Regions from separate parts of the Mus musculus genome. Here region 1 is linked to region 2. Evidence: chromatin contacts called from public HiChIP or PLAC-seq data. All regions are on one chromosome and are shown on one strand. The core of a region is the stretch at or near the end of the contact, and the rest is flanking DNA. Distances in the headings are between cores, read along the strand shown.

The links. HiChIP or PLAC-seq counts read pairs in DNA pulled down with a chosen protein or histone mark.
Region 1: an H3K27ac HiChIP or PLAC-seq map of SST interneurons shows a contact between it and region 2, with 9 times the contacts expected there. The contact joins two enhancer-like sites. A contact is called at or near these places in 2 of 484 Hi-C or Micro-C datasets (both in cortical neurons) and 3 of 115 datasets of contacts at active chromatin or transcription factors (SST interneurons, astrocytes and stem cell-derived neural progenitor cells).

The regions. Positions count from the first base shown.
Region 1 is chr12:107,918,980-107,922,270 of GRCm38.p6, reverse strand. The region is part of intron 3 of Bcl11b (B cell leukemia/lymphoma 11B); the gene reads left to right. Among named protein-coding and RNA genes, the nearest start is that of Bcl11b, 83 kb to the left of the region's middle. Within about 2 kb of position 1,315, at least 45 of the 459 cell types and tissues checked have an H3K27ac peak or open chromatin away from gene starts, as enhancers often do. A contact at or near this core is called in SST interneurons and cortical neurons, where this site is marked.
Region 2 is chr12:105,852,274-105,855,454 of GRCm38.p6, reverse strand. No RefSeq gene overlaps it. Among named protein-coding and RNA genes, the nearest start is that of Gm19554, 46 kb to the left of the region's middle. Within about 2 kb of position 1,449, at least 17 of the 459 cell types and tissues checked have an H3K27ac peak or open chromatin away from gene starts, as enhancers often do. A contact at or near this core is called in SST interneurons and cortical neurons, where this site is marked.

The DNA.
Region 1 (3,291 bases), core at 66-2,565, 2.1 Mb before region 2:
TGAAACTGTGGAGAGAGCACTCTTAGCAGTTATAGGGGGTGTGCGTCTCAGGGGTTGGGGTGGGGTTTAAGTGATGAAGCAAGACAAGACCAGCCTTCTGTTTGGGTTCGGGGTGAGGAGGATCACTGTGAGACACCCAGGGGTACCAATTACTGTCCCAGGTTCAGCCACCTCACTGCCATGTGGTCCCTTCACTAGGTCTCCCAAGCAGCATATGTCACCAATATGCTTTTTGGCTCTGTAAAATGACTCCCGTATTCCACCCTAGAGTGAATGCCTGCCACAGGGTAGACATAATGGGAGACTGTCCAGGGACAATCAGTGGCCTTCCATGAGAGGGCACTGTCAACATGGAACCATTGACAATGTGACACACGCAGGGAGGCCTGGGAAGGTGGTGATGGCACGGTGATTCTCTAAACTGCTGTCCCCGTGGTCTAGCATGATCATGTGATCATGATCCTCACTTGGCTTCCCTCAGAGGTGTTAGTGAACAAGGGTGACATGAGCTGAGGTAGCGATAATGCTGAGTGAGCCGTGCAGTGCTTTGTGGTTTACTGAGGAGCCCGGGCGGCCCAGACCAGTTCCCCTGCTTGATCAGAGGTGTCCTTTAACATTTGCTGCTTTTGAGTCAAGCTACATTACTCTTCTTCCAGGCCTTAAACCAAAAGGCATCCCTGAAACACTCAGAGCCACATACAAGGATGGGTAACAAACCCGCAGTATATAACACCTACTGCCACATTTATACAGCAGTGAGCGGTGGATAGAGGGAGGACCTCACAGTCCCCAGGCCAAGTAGGAAGCAAGGCTCAGAGAGGTGACATCTCATGTTTGGCTACACCCTTTAGAGATCAAGTTCCAAGTGTTCAGTGATGCTCCTATGGGGGGTGGGGAGTCTTGTCAGAAGAGATCTGGGGTAGGAGTCTGCGTTTGAAACTCCTCAGACAACATACTGAAAGAACAAAGAAGGCTCAGTGTGTGTTCTAAAGATCTATGAAAGTAAGGAGGGAGGAAGCAAGAAAAGACACCGCAGGGCCCTCTCTGGGTTCTGAGCTGCCCCGTGTGATTTAGTGAGACAAACGCAACTGACATTTCTAGGTCTGTAGGCCAGGATTGGTGCTTCTGAAGTCATTTGGACCCAGCAGTTAGCATCATTAGCTGCAGCCGCTACAGCAGTGTAAGGCTAGTGGACCCTGTCCCAGCCATTAGCAAAGCAGCCACCGCCCACTGCAGGGCACGCACTGGGCCACCTGCGTGCAGGTATCTCTCTGAGTTCGATGCAGCAAGGACGGGTTTGGGATGAGCTAAGCAAGCCCTGAGTCTGACGCAACCTGCTGTCTAAGGCTCTTCTTGTCTAAAAGCAAGCCATCTGTGCCTGTGCTGTGTCTATAAAATACTTATTCAGTTCCTGAATAGAAAGACGTTCCAAGTGGCTCGCCAGAGACTCTCTGACGTTGTTTAGTTCTTAAAAGTGAGCAGCCCCATACTCAGGGCTATTTGTAGGCGAGAGAGAGCCATGAGGTCGTCACATGTAAACGAACATTTTATTTTAAAAAAGAAGGGGGTGGCTGGAAAGAGAGTTGTCAAGGGAGGGCCTTCAAGGGCTGGGGGATTTATTTTTTCTTTCTGTCAGGTACTGGGGGAGGCTGCTGCCTATAGTGAGTGAAGCCTAGAGTTCTGTAGAGGGACACTTAGGGGCTCTGATGAAGATAGCTCTCACCCCAGGGTGACAAGTGGCCCTGAAATCTGACCGGACAAGTAGTCAGCCCCCTTTCTCCTCACAGTTTAACTATGGAGGTGACATCTGGGTTCTAGAGCATGCAGGTCAGAATATGTGTGCCCTTCTCTCTGCTTTTCTAAAACATGGAATCGGTTATGGCTACCTAGTTACATAGTCTGCTTTGGACTTCGGTATTTGTTGGATAGAACAGTCTAGAAAAACATGTGGCCACCAGATAAAGAGACAGGAAGTACTTCAGAGCAACTCAAGGAAATGGAGATGCTGAGAAGAGATGGGCCCCAACTTAAGAACACCCCAGATCTCAGCAACCATCCTCTGTAAATCCATTACTTAGAATGGCTGGGGCCCAGAGAAGGGTACAGAAACACCTTTAATTTGATATGTGACCTCCTAGGACATGGTACTTCATTTGTGTTGATAGCTCCAATGTGTCTGAAAGGGACTTGTATTTACCTTCTTAAGAAACACATACACACACACACACACACACACACACACACACACACACACACACACACGATGTGAGGAAGAGTCTGAACCTGTCTTCTGGCCAGCATTAGCTAATAAGCTGAGTATGGAGCAGTCAGGGCTTTGGAGAGGCACGGCTCCTGTTAGCCTAACAGTCTAGTCACAAGCATCGTGGCTACCCAGACCTTGTGAAACCAGGCTAGAACAGAAGATTCTCGCTAGAGGTCATGTTGCCCAACACAGACCCACCCAGACAGGCTGGGACAGCTGGCGAGAGCAGTAGCCTCTGTTCTCCCAGACTGTTTCTGTTTGTTGTCGTTTTGTTTAGTTCTGCTGGAGGGTCTGGTGTGGAGGACTGTACCAAGGGCCTCATATGCTAGGCAAGCCCTGTATCCTGAGCTCTCTGGTGGCAGTTTAAAGGATGGAGTAAGGCCTGGAGAGACGGCTTTCTGTAAAGGAATGCTGTGCAGGTTCGAGAACCCGAGTTCCAACCCTAGGATGCACATAAGAAACAAGGAATGGTGTCATTTACTCCTATTCTTAGGATGCGGGATGTGGGAGAGGACCTCCAGGACACACTGGCCAGCCGGTCCAGCCTAGTCTGTGGGCTCCAGGTCCCAGTGAGAGACCCTGTCTCAAAAAAGGGAAGATGGCGCCTGATGGAGAACAACACTGGAAGTTGTCCTCAAGCTTCCTCATGCATGTATATATACACACATTCATGCACACATGAACACTCATGTACAGCAGAATGAGGCTGGACTTCCAGGATTCTCTTATTTCCGTCCGTCCTTCTCTGCTTTGCTCCCCTCCACACCAAACCCACAGATGCAGTATCAGGGGATGTCGGGAAAATCCCTGGCTTGCAAAAGCATGTCTTGGATTCCAGGGCTACTTGCCCTGGGCCTGCTGGTGCAATGGTCCAAGTGAATCCCAATGCTGCCCCAGGTTGACACGGTACTTCTCTGTGAGTCCTGGCCGGCTGGCAAACCTAACTTAGAGAGGTGCATGCTGGGAACAGAGGCTTCAGAACATACACACACTGTGGGGGTAGGGGGTGCAGCGTCCTATGAAGTGTC
Region 2 (3,181 bases), core at 200-2,699:
TGGCTACAAGTTTTGAGGCTGGCCTAGGAAAGTGAGACCTTATCTGAAAATTAAATACAGAGGACGCTGTCCAAGGTCCTTCGTTGTTTCCGTCTGCGGGTGCAAGACAGGAAGCTCCTGAGCTGGAAGCCAGCCTGAGCTACCAAAGGAGTCCTAATATCCAAGTAAAAGGACTTCAGCCGGTTGGTTTTAAAAACAAACGTTCATAAAAGGCACTTACTCCCCCTCAGCTCTGCAGTCTCTGGCTGACACACAGGCCCCTGGCTACCCTGACTTCTCACTAGTGTTTTTATCCCTAAGGCTCAAGGCAGGTGGACCCCTCTCCACCATGGGGGCATGGCTGTGGGGCCTCCCCTGCAGACTGGGTCAGTACCCTCCTTCCCCAAGCAGGCAAGGAGAGACAAGAGGAGATACTCCTGGTATCCCCTGGTGAGCACAGCTCTTTCTTCAGGACAAGCTGCAGCGGCTTGCTATTATCTCTACTTTATTTAGGTATGGGCCACATCTGCCTGTCCCTGGGCTGAGGAGGGGACAACGGGAGAGGTGAGGCACCATGCCAGTTGCAGCCACCTGGCGAGCAGGGCAGATTCCTTTGTATGCTGCTCATTAGTTGAGCCTACTGAGTCCCCATTCCAGGGCTAACAGTGACACCTGCAGTTTAACCAGCCACATGTCACACTGCAGGACAGTAGCCCAGGAGGTGATGGAGAAGTCTCGGGCCATCTATTGACTTCCTGGAGCCTGGCGGAACCTTCTCACCATTAGCCCCAGGGACGTGGGAAGAAGAGACTCAGCTAGATCTTCCTGCAGGAGCCAGAGACACAGTCACCAGGACCCTGGCTGTATCTAGAGTCTTCAAAAGCACTGACCCATACCTGTTGCAGCCACCAAGCTGGGGTTGACTTAATTTGAAGATCAGAAATCAGACTGCCAGTTACCATGGCAGCTACCCGGGGTAGTCATCCATTGGCAGTGGCTCCTGCATGGTCCTCTCTCACTCAGCACACCGAGATCACCAAATCAGATGGCCCAGGGGACTGAGGACCACAGAGGGCAAACAGTGTGGCTGGCCTAGGTTGTCCAGGGTCGTGGATCCCTGCCCTAGCCTCTGACCATAGAAACAGGGCACAAGTGGGTCACTCGGCTCTTGGCCAGGTGTCAACCTTCCTTGTAAGACCATCATAGGGGGCTGCACATGGCTTCTCTACAGATTGTCTCCTTGATATATCCCTTTGCTTTACACACACACACACACACACACACACACACCCCACACCCCAGAAGGTAGCAGGTCAGAAGTGAACTACTTTCATCTTTCTGAACCCCCACAGCTCCTAAGGTGTGGCTTCAGCAGCCCAAGCTCCGTTTCTCCTCTCTCTGTACACTGCCTGCGAGTCTGAGAGCCAGAACATACAGAAAAATGAAGTGAGTCAAAGATTTCTTTATAACTTTTCTCAATATTCTGCTGATTGCCAGCTCGATAGCAGATGTGCTATGGTTAATGATGCATAGACAAGCAGCAGCCCTAATCCCTAAATGAACTTCGTATCACTAAATATATAAAGGGGAAGCTATACAAACTCAATTTAGCTCTCTGCTCTTCTAGTTTTCCCTTCGAGGAGTGAAAGGAGAGGGTGGGTGGGTGTCTAGGAGACCCAGGGACGACAGAGAAGATGGAGGAGGCCATAGGCTAGCCTACCACACCACCCAACACCCACATACTAATAAGCACTCTACCCCACATCTCCACCATAGCACAGAAAGGAACGGTTCTATACGCTCATTGGCCACGGAAGCTCAAGTCACACCAGCTCTTTCCTGGTCCCCCCTCAAGGGCTCCAGTGACACCCTCCCCCCTACACTGCCCTTTCCTCCTAATCTCAGCTTCTGCATACCTGGGCAGGGTTCAGCAAGGCTTAGAAACGGATACTTATAATGCCAAAGGGTTCGTTCACATCGGTGCTAGGCATTCCCAGTGGGCCGTGTGTTGGACCACAACCACAGAGAGGCGTGGGTCCAAGTGCCGATAAACACCAGTGGGAACTCCTCTCCATCACCCATCCAGGAGAGAGGGCAGAAGGAAAAGCAAGCCCAATGGCTCGGGTCAGGGGCCGGGCCGGTCAGGAGCTAGAAGGCAAGCTGATGGTGGCCTCGGGATGAGCTGACCTTCACCCCCCAGCAAGCGAAGACCACCATCATCCGAGAGCTTCCGCAGCCATGCTGAGATGGTGACCAGGAGAGTTGGGTTTGGATTCCATATTCAGAGACCCCCCTCGCCGCCAGAGGCCTGACCAACTCATTTTAAATAGCTGTGGAGCCCAGGTGGCCTGCTAATCTCATCGGAAACTCAAGGAAGCAGCAAGAGGCACGATGGGAAAGTGTATGCACATCCCCTACCCACTGGAGCCAAGGGCCAGCTTATGCATATGCAATGTGGGCCCACTCATAAGGCTTTTCCATTAGCAGAGTGGAGAAGCCGTGGCCAGGCTGGGAGAATCTGCATTTCACCTTACGCTGCACACAGCTGGGTTCAGATTGGCACCAGTGCTAATATGCAAATGAGGTTGTATCTGTATGCATCAGGACTCCCCGAGAAGCCAGGAGGGACCAGGGTCCTTCTCTAACCAGCAAAGACAGGAATGGGTCATTCCAGGGGGGCAGTTAGCTGGTAAGCCATACACGTGGAACAGGGGTCATTGCCATGGGGGTGGGGAGACACTAGTCTTTCTCAGAATGGTCTCCTAGGGGAAAGAATTACCAACAGGACCCAGTGGCTGAGTCAGAATTCCTCCAAGAACCCCTACCTAAGGGGGCCTCATTGATGGAAAGACTGAGGCTCAGAGAGAAATGACTGGCTAGAAGCTGCTCATTCTAGCTCTAACTTGTTTGCTCCTATGTGAATACAGGTTGTCTGACTTTACTCACGTAGGTCAAGACCCAGAAGATCCTTAGAGGCCCCTTATATAGAGGCCAATCATGTTAGTTAAGTAAGCATAAGACCTGGCCTGCCTACAGTGTGCACAGTACTGTCAAGGGAACCTGAAGACGAGTGTTCAATGGGCAGTGCTCAATACGCTCGTCCAGTTGTGTTGGAAGCAAAAACCAGTGTGTCACACGTCAGCTCTATTCCAGAATACCCATCCAACTTGTGGCCCCTGCCTTCTAGCTCTGAGGATCCTCC